2 separate regions of the Rattus norvegicus genome follow, and region 2 is linked to region 1. Evidence: chromatin contacts called from public Hi-C data. All regions are on one chromosome and are shown on one strand. Each heading gives the region's core, a stretch centred on a gene start, on an enhancer-like site or on the middle of the called end of the contact. The rest is flanking DNA. Distances are from core to core; before and after follow the strand shown. Region 1 holds the start of Rb1 (RB transcriptional corepressor 1). Region 2 has its middle 25 kb from the start of Itm2b.

The links. Hi-C and Micro-C count contacts between places; a contact is called where the count stands out from the background.
Region 2: a contact with region 1 is called in a Hi-C map of kidney, with 2.2 times the contacts expected there. The contact joins the enhancer-like site here to the promoter of Rb1 in region 1. A contact is called at or near these places in 2 of 12 Hi-C or Micro-C datasets (kidney and liver).

The regions. Positions count from the first base shown.
Region 1 is chr15:54,910,223-54,913,383 of GRCr8, reverse strand. It overlaps Rb1 (RB transcriptional corepressor 1), which reads left to right and starts at 1,527. Exons shown (of 27, transcript NM_017045.2): 1 at 1,527-1,818. The coding sequence starts at 1,703.
Region 2 is chr15:54,952,055-54,955,167 of GRCr8, reverse strand. No RefSeq gene overlaps it. Among named protein-coding and RNA genes, the nearest start is that of Itm2b, 25 kb to the left of the region's middle. Within about 2 kb of position 1,422, at least 5 of the 93 cell types and tissues checked have an H3K27ac peak or open chromatin away from gene starts, as enhancers often do. A contact at or near this core is called in kidney, where this site is marked.

The DNA of each region.
Region 1 (3,161 bases), core at 278-2,777:
TGATTTTTTTTGCCTTAGCCTCAGAGCATTACAGCCTGAGCTACCAGGTCAACTTTGGTCTGTATGTTGAAAAGGGGTTATGGAGGAAATATTAATTCCAATGACTTCTGACACACATAGCTGACCATCAGCTTGAGGTCAGTACCAGCAGAGATGACCAATCACCCGCTCTGTTACATGTCTGAGGGCCCAGGTTCTTTTGCAGCTTGCCACAAATTACCACAGGGGCATCAGTTAGCAAGTGTCACATTCTCTGATAATTTTGAGGCAGGACTGTCATTTTTTTCAGGCCCCCTGCAGTCTATCCTGTATCTTCCTCAAACCTAGACTGCATGTAACCTAAGCTCTTGCCTAAATCTGGGACAAGGTGAACTCAACTGCTATTTTAATTCCATACATTCTCGGTGGCTGCATCAGGGCCTGGGCTCAACCTCCTGACTAACATTTGCTTCACAGGCTTCTGAAGTTAGGCAGGACTGACAATTGAAGGAGGTCTGTGTATCCTTCACACATGTCAAGGCAGAGAATAAGCCCAGGTTTGCAACCTACCCAATGAAGTTCCTGCTTCCTCAGCTTTTGCTCAGCTGTTCCAAGATAGTTTACACCGGAACAACAACTGCTTTTTATTCACTGCACCTCAGTTAGGGAGTTGTGTGGCAACCACCAATAAGGACTGGCAAAGAGAGAAAATTACGTTGACTGACGCGTAAAAACTGTAACTAGAAAAGATAGTTGCTGAGCCAGCTTTTGGTGGCGGTAGTTCTAGTGTGCTCTTTCCCCGTGTCTGTGCGTTGGTGATATGGTGAGTCACCAAATATTACTTGGGTTTGAGTCCTCTGCCACCGACCGGCTATGTGACACAGGTAATCAACTCTCCGAACTCCCATTTCCAACACGCAAAGTGGAATGCTGGCCTCCCCAGTTTGACCGGCTGTCTCTGAGAAACAATTATGAAAGGGGGCTGGATCGCGCGCATTAACACGGCAAACTGGTTTCTGCTTTCTTTTCAAACGATTTTGTAAACGATTTTTCAAAGTTGGGTCCGCCTGGCAAGCTGATTTTCAAAAGATCCTTTCCCGTTAAGATCTGTCGGGCTTGGACCGCGCCTCCAGTTTCCACATCAAAAGACTTACTCCACACTTCACTCTGTACATCGACTATCTACCCTCGTCTCCAGAAGGCCAGTAATGGCCCCACCCTGGACCGCCCACCCCGGCCGAGCCCACCTCCCACTGGCCGGGCACGTTTGTTTTTGTTTTGCCGGCCGCGCGGGCCGGTCGAGGGGCGCGCCCTGTCCAGCGTTCTCCCAGAGGCCGCGGCTCCTAGGAGCCGGCCCGCCCCGCCTCGGCTGGCGCCGCCCACGGGGACGACGCGGGCGGAGACAAGCCCGGGCAGGCGCGGCTTCCCTGCGGCTTCCCGCCCGCGCCCTCGCTCTCGCCCGCCGCCGCCGCCACCGCCGCCCCGGTTCCCCACTGACGCCCGCGGCCCGCGAGCCTCGCGGACGTGACGCCGCGGGCGGAAGTGACGTTTTCCCGCGGTTGGCCCGGCGCTCGGTTGCCGGGCGCGTCCGGTTTTCCTCAGGGGACGTTCCCATTATTTTTGTAACGGGAGTCGGGTGAGGACGGGGCGTGCCCGGCGTGCGCGCGCGCCCGCCTCCCCGCGCGCCTCCCTCGCCTGCTCGCGCCGGCCCGCGCAGCGCGTCATGCCGCCCAAAGCCCCGCGCAGAACCGCGGCCGCCGAGCCCCCGCCGCCGCCGCCGCCGCCTCCGGAGGACGACCCCGCGCAGGACAGTGACCCCGAAGAGCTGCCCCTGATCAGGTGAGGAGCGCGGCCGCCGCGGGCCGGAGAGAAGGGAAGGGAAGGGCGCGGGGACGCGGGGCGCATCTTGGCGGGGACGCCGGGCGCATCTCGGCGGGGCCGGGCAAGCGATAGGAGCGGCGCCCGGGGTCCCCGGAGTCCCCTCGGTCCCCCACCTCCGCGGGACGGCGGCGGCGCGGTGACACGGTCCTGGGCTCGCGGGCGACGGGGAGGGCATCCCGAAGGGGTCTGGACTGCGGCTTGACAGGTGTCGGGCGGGTGGGGCTCCTGCTCCCGAGCGAAGTGACAGGTGCAGGCTCTACTCCAGCGACGCCCAGGCGCGGAGCCGGCGGGTCCTGGAGAGCCCCGGTCAGACGCAAAAACAATTGAAATAAATATTAAAACAAAAAAAAAGTCGACCGATGTTTGTCTTCTTTCTTCCTCCTTTTTTTTTCTTCCGTGGAGATCCGGAGCACCCCCGGGGTGGGTTGACTTTCTGTTTTGCAGTCCGGCGATGCAACAGTTGGGAGCCTTTCCCACTGAGTTTGCGCTGCATTGGCAGCTTGGTCCTGGGAGAGGCCAAGAAAAGCCTTGTAGGCGAAGCGCAGGGTCGTGGGTGTCAATTGCTCACGGGGTCCTCAGCTCCCGGGCTTTGTGGGGGTTTCTTTAGAACAATGCTTTGAGGCCCCGGGGATTTAAAGCCATCTGTGGAGACTGGTGGAGCATAGAAGAACTGGTATGTGGGCAAAAGTTTCAGGAGACATTTAAATGCAAGGGCTTGAAAGTTTCTAAACTTTGTTCCCTTTTTTTCAGGGTAGAGCTCTTCTTGCGTGCTGATTGGCCCGCAGCATGCTTCATTATTTCTTGCCTTTTGCCTTTGAGCAAAAGGTGCCTGTCCCCACCCCCCATCCCACTCCCCTTTTTGTTCTTTGGTACTATGTTGTCTCAAAGAACCTTTCTCTCCATTTATTAAATGGAATCTAAACTTAAGTTCATGTGGATCCAATAAGAACAACGGAGAGATATTTATTGTATTTCAACATTTTATTTTTCTTGACTGTGCTACTGTTTGATTAAGTAACAGAAATTGAAACAATATGATTGTTGTTATCGCCAACAGTAGTTTTATTTTGAGAGTATAGATCCATTGTATTGTAGTATGGGAATTGTTTTGTCTCTCACCATCCTTCCATTTCTAGCCCATCATTAAGTCCCTGACTTTATTTTTTTTAAGTACTCTGACTCTGTAACCCAGGCTTGCCCTGAGCTTTCTATTCTGCCTCAGCTTCCCAAGTTCTGGAATTGTAGGCACTCAGCACCCTGATGCACAATCAAGCTCCTTTCTTCCCATTGAGCATCAAGTC
Region 2 (3,113 bases), core at 173-2,672, 42 kb before region 1:
AGCTCATATCTCTGAGGTTGCTTCTTACCTGAAAGGATTCAGAATCCTCTACATGTAAAACACCCAGTAGGGCTAGAGCGATGGTGGCTCAGAAGTTAAGAGTGCTTACTGCTGTTCTGGAGGACCCAAGTTCAGTTCCCAGCACCCACTTTGGGCGGGCTCACAACTGCCTGTAAATGCAGCTCCTGGCCTGCACTGGCCTTGCACACAATGCAACAGACACCTGAGTAAAAAGTAACACTAAGAGCAGGTTTTGCAATAAATTCCTGAAATAAAACATTTCAATTCTGACTTTAGGTCAAAATTTTTAAAACTTTAGAGGTTCATAAAGGATTTGGTCTGGAGACTAGTCATTGTTTGGAAGGAGGTTTGGGGACTCCTACCTCTCAGTTGTATTTCGGAAATCCTGCCAGAGCTTTATTAGTGCAGCGAAGTGGGCGTTTAGGTGTTGACAACTTACTTTAGAAGAGAGGTTGTACCAAATTAAGAACTACGTTTTCCTACCTCCCAGGGTTTAAAATTTCATGGCTTTTCAGGGACCTGTGAAGATTGAAGAGCAGATATGGAGTCCCATATTGGACCAACACATACAGTTACGTAGAGATGGAGTCCACTCAAAGAAAAAAAGTGTTGTATCTGTGGATCTTTATAACCTAGTAAGCGAGTAATGAGTGGTCAGCCAGTTCTGGTTTGTATGATAAATACTGGACAGACCTTGATCTAAACATTTTTATGATCTGTGAATCAAAGCACCTCGAAGGTGCTAGACAGATGCGGTCAGTGAGATAGTGCCCCACCCTCCTCACATACTGCCTTCAAGCTATTTGGGAATCTATGGTCATTCCTTGGGGCTTGTAGTTGAAAGAGGAGTGTTAGTTTGTTCCTCCATTTATAGTCGTGTACCATTAGGGTGGCAAGCTGTTGCAACAACCCCAGCTTCTCACTGACTGCACACAGTCTGAGTTTGCCTGCAGTCAGCATGGTAGGCTCCAGCATAATGTTTCATTAGAATGGCTTAAAAATTTCATACAGTCCTAGTCAAACATTTGATAGTGCAGAACATTTACAACCATGGATTTGGCTGGATTGGACTAGCAGGCTGTCCCTGACTTTATTTCCAGTAATATTACGTCAATGAAGTAGAGTGCCCTGAGTCAGGAGTGGTGGTGTGTGTCTGTAACCTCTGCACTTGGGAAGCTGAAGCAGTGTGATGAGTTCAAGGCAATGTAAACAACATGGGGTTCCGGGTGACTTTCAACCACATGCTGAGATCTTGAAAGAAAGCAGCTCTCACCCACACTTGGCCAGGTGTCTCCCTCCCAGGAATTTGAGAATTCCTGGCTGAGGTTCTGGCAGTGCCATTTGATCTCAGGTTCTGTGGTGGAGCCTTGAGAAAGCTGGAGAGTGAAGCGCTGCTGGTTTCCAGGTTGAAAGGGGACTGCTGTCCTTCCTGGACCTTGAGTTCTCTTTGCAGGCGGGTGCTATAGTGAGATACAGACAGAGCGAGTAGCTTATCAACAATAAGAGTTGATTGTTACAGCTGTGCAGGTTAGAGGTCCAAAATCAAGGTCACAACAGGAAGCACCCACTGTTCTCCCTGGACCCTCACGTGGATTCTACCCATGTGACCACACAAAGGTCCCTTCCCCTAGTGCCATTGACATCTTGGAGGTTAGGATTTCAACATGAATTTTGGGTGTGGCCAGGTCAAAAGGATACAGTTCCAATCATAAGGTGCCCTGAATGACTGCATGAAGGCTCACGCTGGACCTCGGCCTGCACCCTTTGCAGTATAGCCTGCTTGCTTCTGTGTGAGAAAGAACACAAAAGTTAGAAAACAAATAGTTAGGACCTTGATTGCTCATCTGTGACAGAGGAATGAGACTCTCTGGTTCAAGAGGTGACTGGTTAAACCGTGACTATAATTGTTCTGTATTAACTGTACAATCATTGGCAATTCCAGCCAGTTTTTAACCCCAGCACTAACTGTGGTGAGCAAGAAAACGAGGATTTTTCTTTAAATGTGTAATTTTTTAATTGTATTTCCTGACTAACTTTTTTAATATACTAATTTTAGTAAATTGGATAAAGGGGAAAAGCACACAGTAGTCTGAGTGGTATTTATCTCAAATGCCAGCAGTAAGAGTATACAGCTTAAAGAAACTCAAAGACGGCCTAACAGTGCAGCCAACAATCAAATGGATTATTGGAAGGACACAGTACAGAGTCTACTTTTTAATATGCTTAGGAGCTATTTCTGGCTAAATTTAGATTCCGGTAGATGCACCTTTAATAGTTTAGTATTTTTGAGGCTCCTTCCACTGAAAAGGGCTTCTAGTCCAGGTGTTTGTAAATTATTCTATGTTGGGCTCTGATTCTGCCGTGGTCAAGTATTTAAGACTTTGTTTCCTAAACTAGAGAAACAAAGGACTCCATAGGCCTTCAAAGGAAACACAGGACGTCAGCGTGTCTATTGAGAAAAAAGACAGCTCTTCACCCTGTATTATTCAAAGACATTATCACCTTTTTTCTCTCTTGGTCTTGTCCTTAGTGCTTATTTGAGTAAGGTGTAGTTTAGTGTCTGCTCCCTACTGATCAATCACTTCAGGCTTTTGTGAAGTTGAAAACATCAGTAAGAACACCTTAAGACTTTTGAACTCCTTTACTGAGCTTCGAAGCCATGAATGGAAATGTTTTCTGATGTTGCTTGTGTGTCCACTGGGACGTGATCCACATTCTCTTGACTTTCTGTGGCAGACTGAGTGTAAGCAGAAGGGACGGGGTGGGTTGTCTAGAACAAGTCCAGAACAGTGGCTCAAAGCTGGACAGTCCCTGTCTTTTTTTACTTGTATTACATACATAATTTCATGGGTTTCTATATTTATCAAACTTTTACTTGGAAATAATACTTTTTGGTAAGAAAAAAATGTTCAGAAATACTAAGGGCGAATGCTACCCTGTGTCCACCAGTCTTGCTCTCCAGGCCCAGCCCTGGACCTTAAAGGAGGCTGTTAACAGTTTAATGTATGGTATAACTTTTAGATGACTCGGTGGCATCCTCCTGTCAAAGTGGAAATATGTTTAAGAAGGCCCAGCCAGGGACTGGATAGCTT